Linked DNA regions of Mus musculus: region 1 is linked to region 2. A link is a contact called in public HiChIP or PLAC-seq data. All regions are on one chromosome and are shown on one strand. The core of a region is the stretch at or near the end of the contact, and the rest is flanking DNA. Distances in the headings are between cores, read along the strand shown.

Region 1 (6,018 bases), core at 1,193-3,692, 57 kb after region 2:
GGGTTCAAGGTAAATATGTCCCATAGTGTCAACAGGGGGTAGCGAATATTTCCCATTGTCCTTTGTGAGGCCTGGGTGGTCCTGAAGGCCTGAAGCATCACAAGTCACTCACCTCCTACTACCAGAATCCCCTGACTCTGTTCCCATGGGAACTCAGCAGAGCATATCCTTGGCTGTCTTCTATGGCTTTCTCAGCCCACTTAGCTTTTTTTTTTTTTTTTTCTCCCAGAACCCTCTCCCCCTAGTACTCAACTAAGGCTAACCGAAGGTAAGGTCTGAGTAATGGCGGGATTGCTTAGCATTAATTTTGAAGGAGAGGCCTTTAAGGGAGGTGGGGTAACACCTGGATCTACAGAAGGGCCAGGAAGTAGGTGAGTGAGTGGAAGAGGCTTAATATATTTAGTGGTGAAGCATCCAGCCTCTGGCTTCTGGGCTAAGAGTTTCTAGAGGTATATCTCACTGCTTTTCATCTTCTAACCTACATCAGATGTGTAAGTTCCCCAATGTTTGAAAAGAACCTAGGGGACTCTGGGAAGTAAAAAACAGCAGAGGGATGGAGGATTGACGAGAGAAGCCAACGCTCCCCTGCTGCTGCTTAGGCACTTTTCGTTGGAACTCTCCCCTACCCAGCTGTCACAGTGGTGTTATTTTTGGGTGTAGGGTCTAGGATCGTTGTCTCCCAATGGCCAGATGAAACGCCTGTTCTGTGCCTTCCCGCCTAAATCCACAAGATGGAAGTTGCTCCCTCTAGCTTTCCCACTAGCAGCTAAGGCTGCTGGTTTTGTGAGTGACCCCCTCTCTTCACACTAAACACACTACCACTTCCTTTATTCCACCGCCTTAATATTTAACAATGTATTTTAGAAGACACTCCCAAATAAGCTTGAGATGGTGACAGCTTTTTTTTTTTTTTTTTTTTTTTTTTTGGCAACGTGGAAAGTTGACGAAGCATCGCCTAAACCTGGCTCCGGGAGTCGCATGCAAGACATAGGAGTGCGAAATGCCAGGGCAGCCGAAGGTGTGTCAGAGAAAAGCGTGGAACTAGGGTGCCGGGTGTGCGTGGGCTGTATGATCCCGAGGGCGCTGAGACATGTGTACTGCCTGTCTGCCGCCCTGCCACCTCGGTCAGCAACCTCACTTCGCCTTCAACCCTTCTCCAGCCAGACGCTTCTTTTTTCGGGGCTTCTGGGCTTTTATTGTAAATTCTATGACTAAATTACGCCGGTGAGCTGGGGCCAAAGACAGATGGATAAATTGTCCCCCTTCCCGGCTTGGGGAGGAGTCTCCATCCGGAAGGGTCTCCACCCTCAGCTTCGGGAACCGGGAGTGGCCTTAGTTCCCCGACTAGCTCTAGGGAGTCCAGGAGATCTCTGTGTGCGGGGAGGGGGTGTGAAGCAGAGGCCTGAGTGTCCCTTGTTTTGGGGCTCCCCAGTAGGGTGGGGTGTCAACCCGGGCTGGATTTTTCCCGCGCAGTTCTGGCTGGTTCACTGGCCTTGGAGGAGGAAGTTGGGACCCCTAGACAATCTTCTCTCTGGTCCAGGGGAGGAGAGACCAACTGGGGAAGAGGTGTCTGGAATGGCTGCAGAGCTGGTGTGTGTGCCTGTGTGTTGGGGAGCGCGCGCGGGGTGGGGTGGCAAGCGAGTCACTAGTGTGCGGTAAAAGTTCTTGAGCTCTGCATGCAGAACACACGAATAGGAGCGCGGGGTTAGACCCAGGGAGATAGGGTTGGCCTACAAGGGCGTCTTTGGGTTCCCTAGTGCTTTTGGGAAGACTCTCAGAACGGCTCCCCACAAGGAATACATCAGCTTGCAGAGTGGTGCTCTCTTTTTCAGACCTGGACCACCACGCCTGGGTTTTTCTACTGCCCTGCCCCCATGCCTCTAGGATGGCTCCAGCACCCGGGCCTCAGTGTCTCCCTAACCTCGTTCAGGCTTCCGAAACCTCATGGCTCTGGGGGTCCAGTGCAGGGGCAGGAGCACTTGGAGAACGCAAGCCTTCACCTAGCCAGGATGAGACATTGCATGGAGAGGAGGGGGCGGGAGGCTTCGTTGGTTTGAGCGTGGACACTGGCCGGGGGATCTAGTCGGTTTTCCGGCCAAGGCAGCAGGCTGGTCCCAAGGGCGGGCAGTTGAGCCGAGGGAGCCAGCGGTGGAGCTCACCCCTAGGCCAGTGTTCCTGGGCGCCAGCGCCACTCCGGTGTAGCTTCCATCACCGCCGAGTCGCTACCACTGCTGCTGCAGAGTGTAGCTGCTCCGCCGCGCTCCCGCGCGCTGCGCCGCCAGCCGCCAGGGAGCCGGGGCGCTGAGCCCCGAGCAGAGGAGAGGGGCGAGGCGCGAGAGCCTAGGCGAGGAAGCCGCGAAGGGGGAGGGAGGGAGCAGGCGGGCGGAGGGAGGAGCAGGGAGAGAGGGAGTAGGGAGGGGAAGAGAGAGAGAGAGGGAGAGTGAGGGAGAGCGGAGATCGAGAGCAAAGAGCGAGAGCGAGGGAGAGGAGAGGAGAGGAGAGGAGAGGGAGAGAGGAAGGGAGGAAAGACACACGCAAGCACAGGCACACCGGCACTGGAATTCCATTAGAAAAAGTGAGCCGAAGCAAGGGATAGCGGGAGAAGATTTTTTTTTTTTTATTTTGAATCTTTTTCTTCGTCTTGGTGCCAAAGAAGCGACTCTGGTCTCCCGTCCTAGAAGCTCTACTGGATTGCTCCCATCCGTCGGTGGATTTCTTTCCTATTTGCATTTATTCTGACCCCCCTCCCTCGCTGCTTTCTTCCAGTCCTTCACTTTCAGATCGCCTCGCCCCCACCTCTCCAGTCCCCTCCTGGGAAGTGCAGGGGAATTGGACCCACGGGGACTCGCGCCTTCCCGGCCGCGAGAGCGAAGGGCTGGGCTGACCTCAGGACCAGGCTGTTGGCTTAGAAGGCAGCCAGACACATAGCTACGTGTGTTTGATTTCAGTGGCAAGGGGGGGACGTCGAGAGGCAGCCCACCGCCCGCCTCCCACCCCTCCCCCTCCAGCCAGCAGCGAGAATCCCTGGACTCGGGATCTTCAACCGGCGGCCGCCTGGCGGGATCTCCGCATTGGATTTGGGGGTCGTTATCATTGCTTGGCTGTTATTATTACCGTTGTTATTTTATTTTTATTTTTTAAACCTAAGGGAGAAAGACACATACACACAAAACTGTGGGATTTATTTAACATGATCTTGGCAAACGCCTTCTGCCTCTTCTTCTTTTTAGGTGAGTACCTGCAGGTGGCGAGTCTGGGGGTCACAAGGGGCTGCGCGCGTTCAGTCGCCCACTGGAAGCTGGGCATGCGGGGGTGGGCTTGGGGGCTGCAAGCAGGGCGCCGTGGGAGACACCGGGAGATCGCGCCAGGCTGGGAGCCCGGGCCTGGGGCTCCGGGGAGCCGAACTGCCTGGGAGGCTCTAGAGGAGGGAGCTGTGCAGCGGCTAGCTGGTTGCGCGGAGGACCGAGAAGGAGACTTCCAACATTCAAACCATCTCCGCACGCACTCCCGTGCCGCGCGCGCGCACACACCCCGACACACACTCTTACTTGCAGGCCGTGATAGCGCTCATTTCCCTCAAAATAATGGGTTCAATTTGCAACAACTTAGGAAGGAAAAAAATGCAACTGTTGGTGTGAATGAAAGGAAGGATGGGGAGAGGCTGGCGGGACGCTATCAAGCCTGCCCCTCCTTTCTGGAAGGCTCTCAGAGTCAGTGGGTTTCGGCAGGAGGTCTTGGTTTGGACGTTTGCGGGGAGTCCTTGTAGTCACCTCCTACTTGCCAATCAGTCTCAGGAACGCACCCTATCTCTCCACTCTCTGTAGCACTTTGCAAGTTTCTCCCTACCCACGGCCTCCCTTTCCAAGCCAGATGGGTAGGTGGAGCTCAGGCTTGCAAATGGGTGTTCAAGGCCTTCAAGAGCAACAACCCAGGGGCCTAGGGCATGTGACACGGGAAAGAGGAGGCCAAAGTTTGCTCCTTGGAAAGAAGATGGTGCGGGGGAATGCAGGAAAAGGGAGAAAACAGATCTTAACAAAGACCACTTACTGCTCACCCCATAAGCCCCCTCCCTCTGTGACAGGGAGGAGCGGCTGCCCAGTGGTTCTGAGCTCCAGCAGGCGCCTCCCCACCTCCCCTTATACTTTGTAAAATCTCAGCTGCTTGGGAAGCAAGGTCTAGGAATAGTTTACAGGTAAAGAAAAGATGCTTTCAAAGCTAAAGGCTATGTGTGGACCCAGGGTTCCCAGGCAAGGTTACTGGTAGGGAATTCTGGAAAATGTGTGTGTTTGTGTGTGTGTGTGTGTGTGTGTGTGTGTGTGTGACATCTGCTTTTAGTCCAGGTGCTGTTCTGCTTGTTGGTAGACCAGAATGAACTGGCTACCAAGCAGGGATCAAGAAATCACCTTTACCTTCAGCAGAAAAGGGCTCTGGATAGCCCAGACAGGGAGGTAGCCTTTGCTTATGGAAGATATGCATGGTCTAAGAAGTGCCCTCCAGATTGTAGGGGATTTGTAGTCAGGGTGAATAGATATTGGCTGTATCTTTGCTTGCTCACAGACTTTCTACCTCCCAGCTATGCATTCCCAGGGGACATAGCCCTGCCCTGGGGTGTGGCCTTCACCATACTTGCTTTCTCCACATGTCAGTAACCCTGTGGGTGGGAGGGACAGGGTAGGAGGGTAGAAGATGCTCTGGGCTCACTTTCATCCCTTTCCAGCAGCCTTGGGGGAAGTGAACTCTCATTCTGAATGAACTGTCACAAAATTTGACCTTATCTTCATTAATGGTCTGAAAACGTAGCTTTCTAGGGTCTTAGAATGATCAGAGCGAAGAAGAAAGCATTGCATTTCAGGTAAAAAGTGGCCAGATTGCCTGCTGTTGAGTTACACCCCTCCCTCATAAAGGATGCATGCTTCCAAGTATAGGGGCCCCCCTCTGAGGGGCAGTGGTATATGAGCACAATACCCTCCAGTATCAGACCCCATGTTGCACATTGGGTGATCCTAGCTGAGGAGTCAGTTCTCCTCAGATGTGGCAATGGGCGTCCTGCCCATAATGGGTGTGTACACGTATTTGCACGTATGTGTGTAGAGATTATGAGCCGAGAGCAGAGATGTCCGCCACTGCCTGCTCCCCAAGGGCTGAAATGGAAAGTGGAGGAGGAGGGGGTTGCCTGATGCCTCCTTGAGTTATGCCCCTTCAGTCCCCTATCCCTCAAAAAGTCCCTCTCCAAATCAGGGCAAAGGGTTCAAGGGAATGGCAGGCCAGGGGAGTCTGAAAAGCTCTGACAGGCTGGGATGAATGGTGTGAAGGAAACTTAAATCCAAAAGCCTTTTCCTGGCTAGATGACTATATAGTTGGGAACCACTTGGAAAGTCTGTTTAGTGTGGCGGTTCCTTAGCAGTTTGGGATTTCAGTCTCAAATCAGCAGTTTGGCTGGGGCCATGTCCCGCCCCCTTCAGATGCCTTTCTCAAAGGTTCTGAGTGAGACCTAATGTCAGAGGACTTACCTTATAGAGAAAGGGCTTTTAAACCCAACCATCCAGATTTCCAAGGTTGGCATAGGATGCCATGGAGAGAGGAAACAGAGTGGGCAGAGCACCAGGCCCCCCGTGGTATTCTAGCACATTCTGGCTGTTGAGGGGACTGTAGACACAGGAGGGCAATGTGGACCTCTGCCTTCCCCTCCCTGGCACTCCCTGGAACTGGTCCACACTGTCTATTCTTGATAATTCCAGGTTTTCTTCCTCCAGGCCACGAAGGTAGCCTTTTCTTCTGATTCTTGGCTAGCCTCTCCCGGTTACTGTGTTTCCCTTCTCTGCTTGGGCTTGGTTGATTCTGGGAGTTCTGAAGCCGAGTCCCAGAGATAGGGACAATGATCAAAAGGATGTCCTGGTCCTCTGCAGAAACTATTCTTGCCCTTCATGAACATCAGTTGACAGGATGAGGAAGCCCTTTGAGACTGGTGTGGGAGCCAGTAAAGGCTTGTGTTAAGGATATCAAGGGAGATTTTGGCTT
Region 2 (5,792 bases), core at 2,496-4,995:
TGACCCTCTGTCTTTTTGTTGTCCATCCCAGGTCATCTTTAGGCAACTTTCTTTTTCACTTTAAGACAGTTTAACACATACTTTCTATAATGACCAGGGTAGTTGGAGAGTGAGGAGAGACAGGGATACCATTTATGTTTTTCCCATCCCCCGATCCCTGTTGCAAAAGGCTAGACCCTGGGCCTCAAATTCTCCCAACAGGGCCCTTGCATTCCTTAGTACTGGTATCTCCCAGAGAAGCCAGCCCTGTGTGTTTCTTTTGCTTTTACCCCTGCAGACCCAGGCAGTTAGGGTAGAAGACTGCCACAGTCAGAAGGCTAGAAGGATGCAGAGAATGAGACAGGGAATCTGCTGTGGACCATGTCTGCTGAGCAAGTTCTGTCACCTCCTCCCATTGCCTTTAAAGGTGAATCTGAGCCAGTCTAATGCTGAAGGAAAGGGATCCTTGGGACACACGTGGGGCTGTGTACTGCATTTCAGCCTTGGATACGGTGGACCAAGCAAGAGGCAGTTTCTTTTCTGCCTCACGGGGAGCACACAACCTTGTGGCTTGGTGGCACGGATGTGTTAATGTCGGGGAGTGAGACACAGGCCAACAGGGCAAGGATCAAGCTCCATGGAGTGCCTTGGAAGGGCCAGGGAAGGCCTGGAGGGAGCTGTCTGGGCTGCAGTGTGTAGTGAGGAGAAGGGGCGTGACACTGCTGAATAATGGCAGGAGGCTGGCTTCAGGAGCATGATTTGAGACTAACAGCTCCATGGCCTGGACAGGGGGAAGGGCAGGGCTTGACTTCAAGCCCCTCTTGGAGACACTGAAGGACAGTCCCAAGGATCTTTAAAGAACTTCAGGGTTGATACAACTGTAACAATGAGAGGGACCAGCACTGAGGTAGGGTGTGTGGGTATTCTTTTGGGATAGCAACAGTAGCAGTGAGAAGTCAGTGGAGGGGGAGGGGCTCTTCAGCTGGCTGCAGGCCTCTCTGGCATCAGTGTGTCCACTTCTCACATAAACTCCCTCACGGCTGTTGTGAAAAGTGAAGGAGATGATGTAAACCTTAAAAATGCATGAAATGACAGTGTCATATGTAATTTCAATTCACTGTCGTTTCTGACAATGTCACATGTAATTTCGGTCCGTTGTCAAGCAGGAGGGAGAAGGGTAGGGCTGAGGTAGGCCTGAGGGAGGCAAGAAGTAAGGTTCCATCAGATGTAGCGTTCAAGAGATCTCCCATCTCTCTTCAAATCCTTTCTGACTCCTCCCTCCATCATGGCCAGGGCAAGACCTACCAAGGGGGCATCCCTGACAATTCTGAGGCCCTCTGCTGCTGATCCTTGAGTGTCTCTGTCACCTCACTCAGCAGGTACTGGAAGCAAGAGCTGGCCTTCATTCATGAGGGAGATGTGGATATTTTTTTGGTGGCCAGCGGATTTAATGTCCTCTGAAAGACCTGCCAATGTTTTTGTTTGTTTGTTTGTTTGTTTTTACAGGTCCTGCCCACAATGACAATGACTGGATTGGCCTGTTCTCAACACAATGATTCCTCAGACCCCACTGGATCAACACCACCTGCCAATTTGCTAGGAATATGGATTCCACACCCAACCCAGGCTTGTAGGACCAGGAATCTGAGGGTGTGATTCAGATGTCACATTTGTGAGGACGCTAGCCTGGGCTGACTATTGACTAGGGCAAGGATACCTTTGTTGATTGACTGGAACAATTTACCTACACAGTAAAATTCATTTTGGTTTTTTTTTTTTTTTGCCTCTGATTTTCACTTTTTTGGGGAGTTTCTCTCATCGTTTCTTTCCCTCCTGTCCCAAGAGAGGACTTGAAACTTCTAGCTGATACGCTCCCCAAATTTACCTGCGCTGGAAACATCTCTAAGGCATCTTTAACAAAGACCAGATGGCAACAAGTATTTGAAAAGAGGCCCAGGGGCTATGAATTAAAGAATATAAGTGCAATAGGTAGAAATGGGCTCCATCAGGGTGACAGACCGACTTGAGGACAAGACCCAGAGCTGGTGAGGATGTGGGAGAGAAGGTCCTGTTGTCAGCTGGGCACATGAACTGCCTTAATTGTTTTGGAAAGCAATCTGGCAAATTTAGTGCTACTTATTTATTTAATGACTTTAGCTGTACCATATAGAATGCCTTAACAGGTGGGTTGGTGCTGTCACGAAGGGAGTGGGCTAGCTATCTCTGGAACGGATGTCTAGCAAAAGGGCATGGTCTCGATATCTCTTACTCTCCCACTCTGTTTACTCTTCTGCTTTCTGCCATGGAATAATGCCAGATGAGAGCCTTTTCACCCTAAAAATCTTCGACTCCAGAAAAGGTTTCTGTTCTTTATAGTGGAATTTGGCAGACTGAGAAGCCAGCTCAAATAATTATGAATTTACTGAACTGAGTATGCATGTGTCTTATGATCCCTGTTTCTGGGAATGAATACTCGAGAGAGTCCTAGAGAGAGTCTCTCACCATGGGTGAAGGGGGCATATGGTGAATGCATTGAGTGTGCTGGACAGGATGAATAAGAGATAGAAGACCAGATCCATAGTGATGGGTGCTCACTATGGGATCCTGTGCAGTGTTAGAAACAGCAAGCCAGGTATGAGAGCAACAAGACAGTGGTGACTGATAAAAACAAAATGTAGAATAATAGTCACATGATAATACCATTTATGAACATCCAATACATTCAGAATGATCCTACATGGTTAAAAAAGATATATATGTTCTCAAAGAATGCTATAGGCATGTCTGAACAGATGCCTATATGAGGAGGAGATGAACTTGTATGGTGTTACTGCTACTTTTAAATGTCAACCTGCTACAACAACATAGAATCCTCTGGGATAACAGCCTGAATGAGGAATTATCTAGATCACTTTAGCTTATAGGCAGTCTTTGGGGAGAGTGTCTTAACTGTTAATTGACTCAGCCAATTGTGGGTGGCACCATTCCCTAGGCAGGGATGCCAGAACTGTAATGCATGAAGAGGGAGAGTCAGTTTTCTTCAGTAGCGAGGCCCCTGAAGGGCTGCACATGCACCAGTAGGTGGCTCTACACTCATGCATGTACTGGCAACACAGAGTGAATTCTGTGGGTTGAAAAACGGAAAGAAGAAAAGAACACATGGACTTAAGAGGGAGTAATGGTGTGCAGATAGAGGAGGAATCGGAGGGAAGGGAATGGGGCAGATTTGATCAGAACACATATGCATGTATGAAGATACTAATAAAAGAAAGAATTTGAGGGAAAAAAAAACTAAAGAATACTAGCTTCAACACAAAAGCAGAAGGAGCAAGCCGGTGGTATAGGCCCCTTTGTTTTTCTCTGCTCTCTGGATGTGGTGTGACTAGCTGTCTGAGTTCCTGCCTTGGCCTCCCTTCGGTGATGGACTTTTAACCTGGAGCTGTAAGCCAAATAACCTTTCCTCCCCCGTGTTGCCTTTTGTCAGGCTGTTTCATTACAGGGATGGCAATGAAACTGGAACAGATGGAGTGGGGACAGGGACGAAGGGGAAATAACAGGATACACTGAGGAGTCTTCCGCAGACGAGAAACACTCTGACAGTGTTGTACACCGGGAAAAAGCACAATGGCCTTGGCTCAGTGCAGATCTGGTCAAAAGTAAGAAAAGAGAAAGAAGCTGCTATTTCTCTGAAGATGGCTTAACGCTGGAGAAAGAGCCTGGCGTAAGAAGAGCAAACTGAACACCCAGAGGCGAGTGTTTGTCCTGAAACTGACTCTGATCTGGAAAATTGGCGCAACACAGTCCTGCCAGCCGTGCCCCTGTTACAGGGTGATCAGCCTGTCATGGGCATTCACAACCATCTGGTTTTCTTCATTTCCATTTGTTAACACTCTGGAAAGCTGTTAACACTTCTGAGGATGCGCATGCGCATTCAGCCGCAGGTCAGACTCAAGAGTGGGCTAGGCTGGTAGATGCTTAGGTACTTAGCTTGGCGTCTAGGCTCCCTTTTTGGAAAATAAGCAAGCTTTTTTTTCATACATAGCCCAAAGCAGAGAGAACAGGATCATTAACTCCTCTGTGTCTTTGTCTCTTCAGCCAGTATAATAACAGCGCCATAGGCTGAGACAACAACATTCATCTCTCATAACTCTAGAGCCTAGGAAACCTGAGATCAAGGGGCTGGCAGATACAGTGTCTGGTGAAGACTTGCTTTCTGGTTCACGGGTAACTATCTTCTTGCTGTGTTCAAACAAGGAGAAGGCGGCAAGCAAGCTCTCTGGGGACTCTCTTGTATAAACATTAATCTCACTGCTGAGGCTCGACCCTTTAGACTTTGTCACTTTCCAAAGATCCTGCCCACCGATGTTATCACACAGGGAGTTCTAACTTATGGATTTTGTAATAACAATCACTCAACTTTAGCATTTATCAACAGAAGAATGTTTAGAGGTTTTATTGGTAGGAGGGACTTGAGGATAAGAGTTTTTGGAAAACTAATTCCAAAGGCTTAAAAACTGCAATGTTAGGTGTGGTTATAATAACTCCACTTTTAGATCCAGTTTTTTTTTATTTATACTTTTTTATTTTTATTTACTGTCTTAATTGCTTTTCTGTTGCTGTAATAAAATACTGTGGCCAGGAGCAAATTATGGAGGTGTTTATTTTGGCTACAGTTCCAGGGGTAGGAGTCTGTAATGGCAGCAGAGGCATGGCAGTTGGTGGCTGGAACATGAAGCTTAGCTTGCACATCTTGGATATCTATCACACATTGAAGAACAGCTAACAGAAAGAAGAAACGGAACTGAAGTGGGCCAAGGATAGGAACTCCCGGAGCCTGCTTCAGTGACTGACTTCCTCCTTCAAGGCTCCATCTCCTAAAGGCTTTACAGCCTCTCCAAACAGCGCCACCAACTGGCAACCAATTGTTCAAATTCATGAACCTATGGAGGATATTTTCCATCAAACCACGGTGGTTGGTTTTGTGTCATGACAGCCAAAAAATAATTTAAGGGAGGAAAAAATATGCTCTGGCTCACAGATTCAGAATGCTAATTCTATGGTTGCTTGGACCCCATGCAGTTGAAAAGAAGGCATGAAAGCATGGTGGAGAATGGCTATTCAGAGTGCAAGACAGGCTAGGGATGATAGACCACTAAGACCCACCTCCCTAGGAAGTGGCCCACTTCTTCCCCCTCTCAAAATCTTGAGAACCTTCCAAAATAGTACCACCAGGTTGGGACCAAGCATCCAAAATGTGGGTCTCATAATCAAGCCATGGCAGATAACAAGACTTTATAAGGCTGATGATTAGTTCTATTGAGAGGATAACATGGGTCTTACTTGCTGGGTTCTATCTCTAAATACCTCTTAGAGAGAAGGGCCCAAGAGTACATCCTTCCTCCTATGAGTCACATATTGTCTTTCTTGGAACTTAGTGTTAGCTCTCCATGGTGTGTCCCACTTCATGGGAAATGGAGCAGTTTGGAAGGAAGCAACCCAGAAAACAGAAGTCCATACAGTTCCATCATGCCCATCTCAAACACTTCCAGCCTTGGCTCTCAGGCATGGCTCCAGGCAAAAACTCAGTGGAGGCCATGGTAGTAGGGTAGGTAGAGGGGTCTTTCAGGCTTTCTTGATTTCTGCCAGGTTTGTTTTTTGTTTGTTTGTTTTTGGCTGATTAGTTCATGTATGGAGTCCTATGGCCCCATCAGCCTGCGTGAGTTTTCCAGGTCTTCCCCAGGAGATATTCAGTTCCAAAGCAACAACCGACTCTAGGTTCCTGAAATGGATCTTTCCTTTTTTTAGCCACCCAC

What was found. HiChIP or PLAC-seq counts read pairs in DNA pulled down with a chosen protein or histone mark.
Region 1: a contact with region 2 is called in an H3K4me3 HiChIP or PLAC-seq map of pro-B cells, with 3 times the contacts expected there. The contact joins the promoter of Gfra2 here to the enhancer-like site in region 2. A contact is called at or near these places in 7 of 39 promoter capture datasets (the C10 cell line, the HPC-7 cell line, embryonic stem cells and 3 more), 2 of 15 datasets of contacts at CTCF or cohesin (large pre-B cells and pro-B cells), 17 of 484 Hi-C or Micro-C datasets (the 63-12 cell line, B cells, CD4 T cells and 11 more), 6 of 115 datasets of contacts at active chromatin or transcription factors (the 230-238 cell line, embryonic stem cells, forebrain and 3 more) and 2 of 9 other capture datasets (adipose tissue and embryonic stem cells).

Annotation. Positions count from the first base shown.
Region 1 is chr14:70,887,665-70,893,682 of GRCm38.p6, forward strand. It overlaps Gfra2 (glial cell line derived neurotrophic factor family receptor alpha 2), which reads left to right and starts at 2,443. Exons shown (of 9, transcript NM_008115.3): 1 at 2,443-3,230. The coding sequence starts at 3,191.
Region 2 is chr14:70,829,171-70,834,962 of GRCm38.p6, forward strand. All of the region lies in intron 2 of Gm34500 (a long non-coding RNA gene), which reads right to left. Among named protein-coding and RNA genes, the nearest start is that of Gm34500, 18 kb to the right of the region's middle. Within about 2 kb of position 3,746, at least 17 of the 459 cell types and tissues checked have an H3K27ac peak or open chromatin away from gene starts, as enhancers often do. A contact at or near this core is called in the 63-12 cell line and pro-B cells, where this site is marked.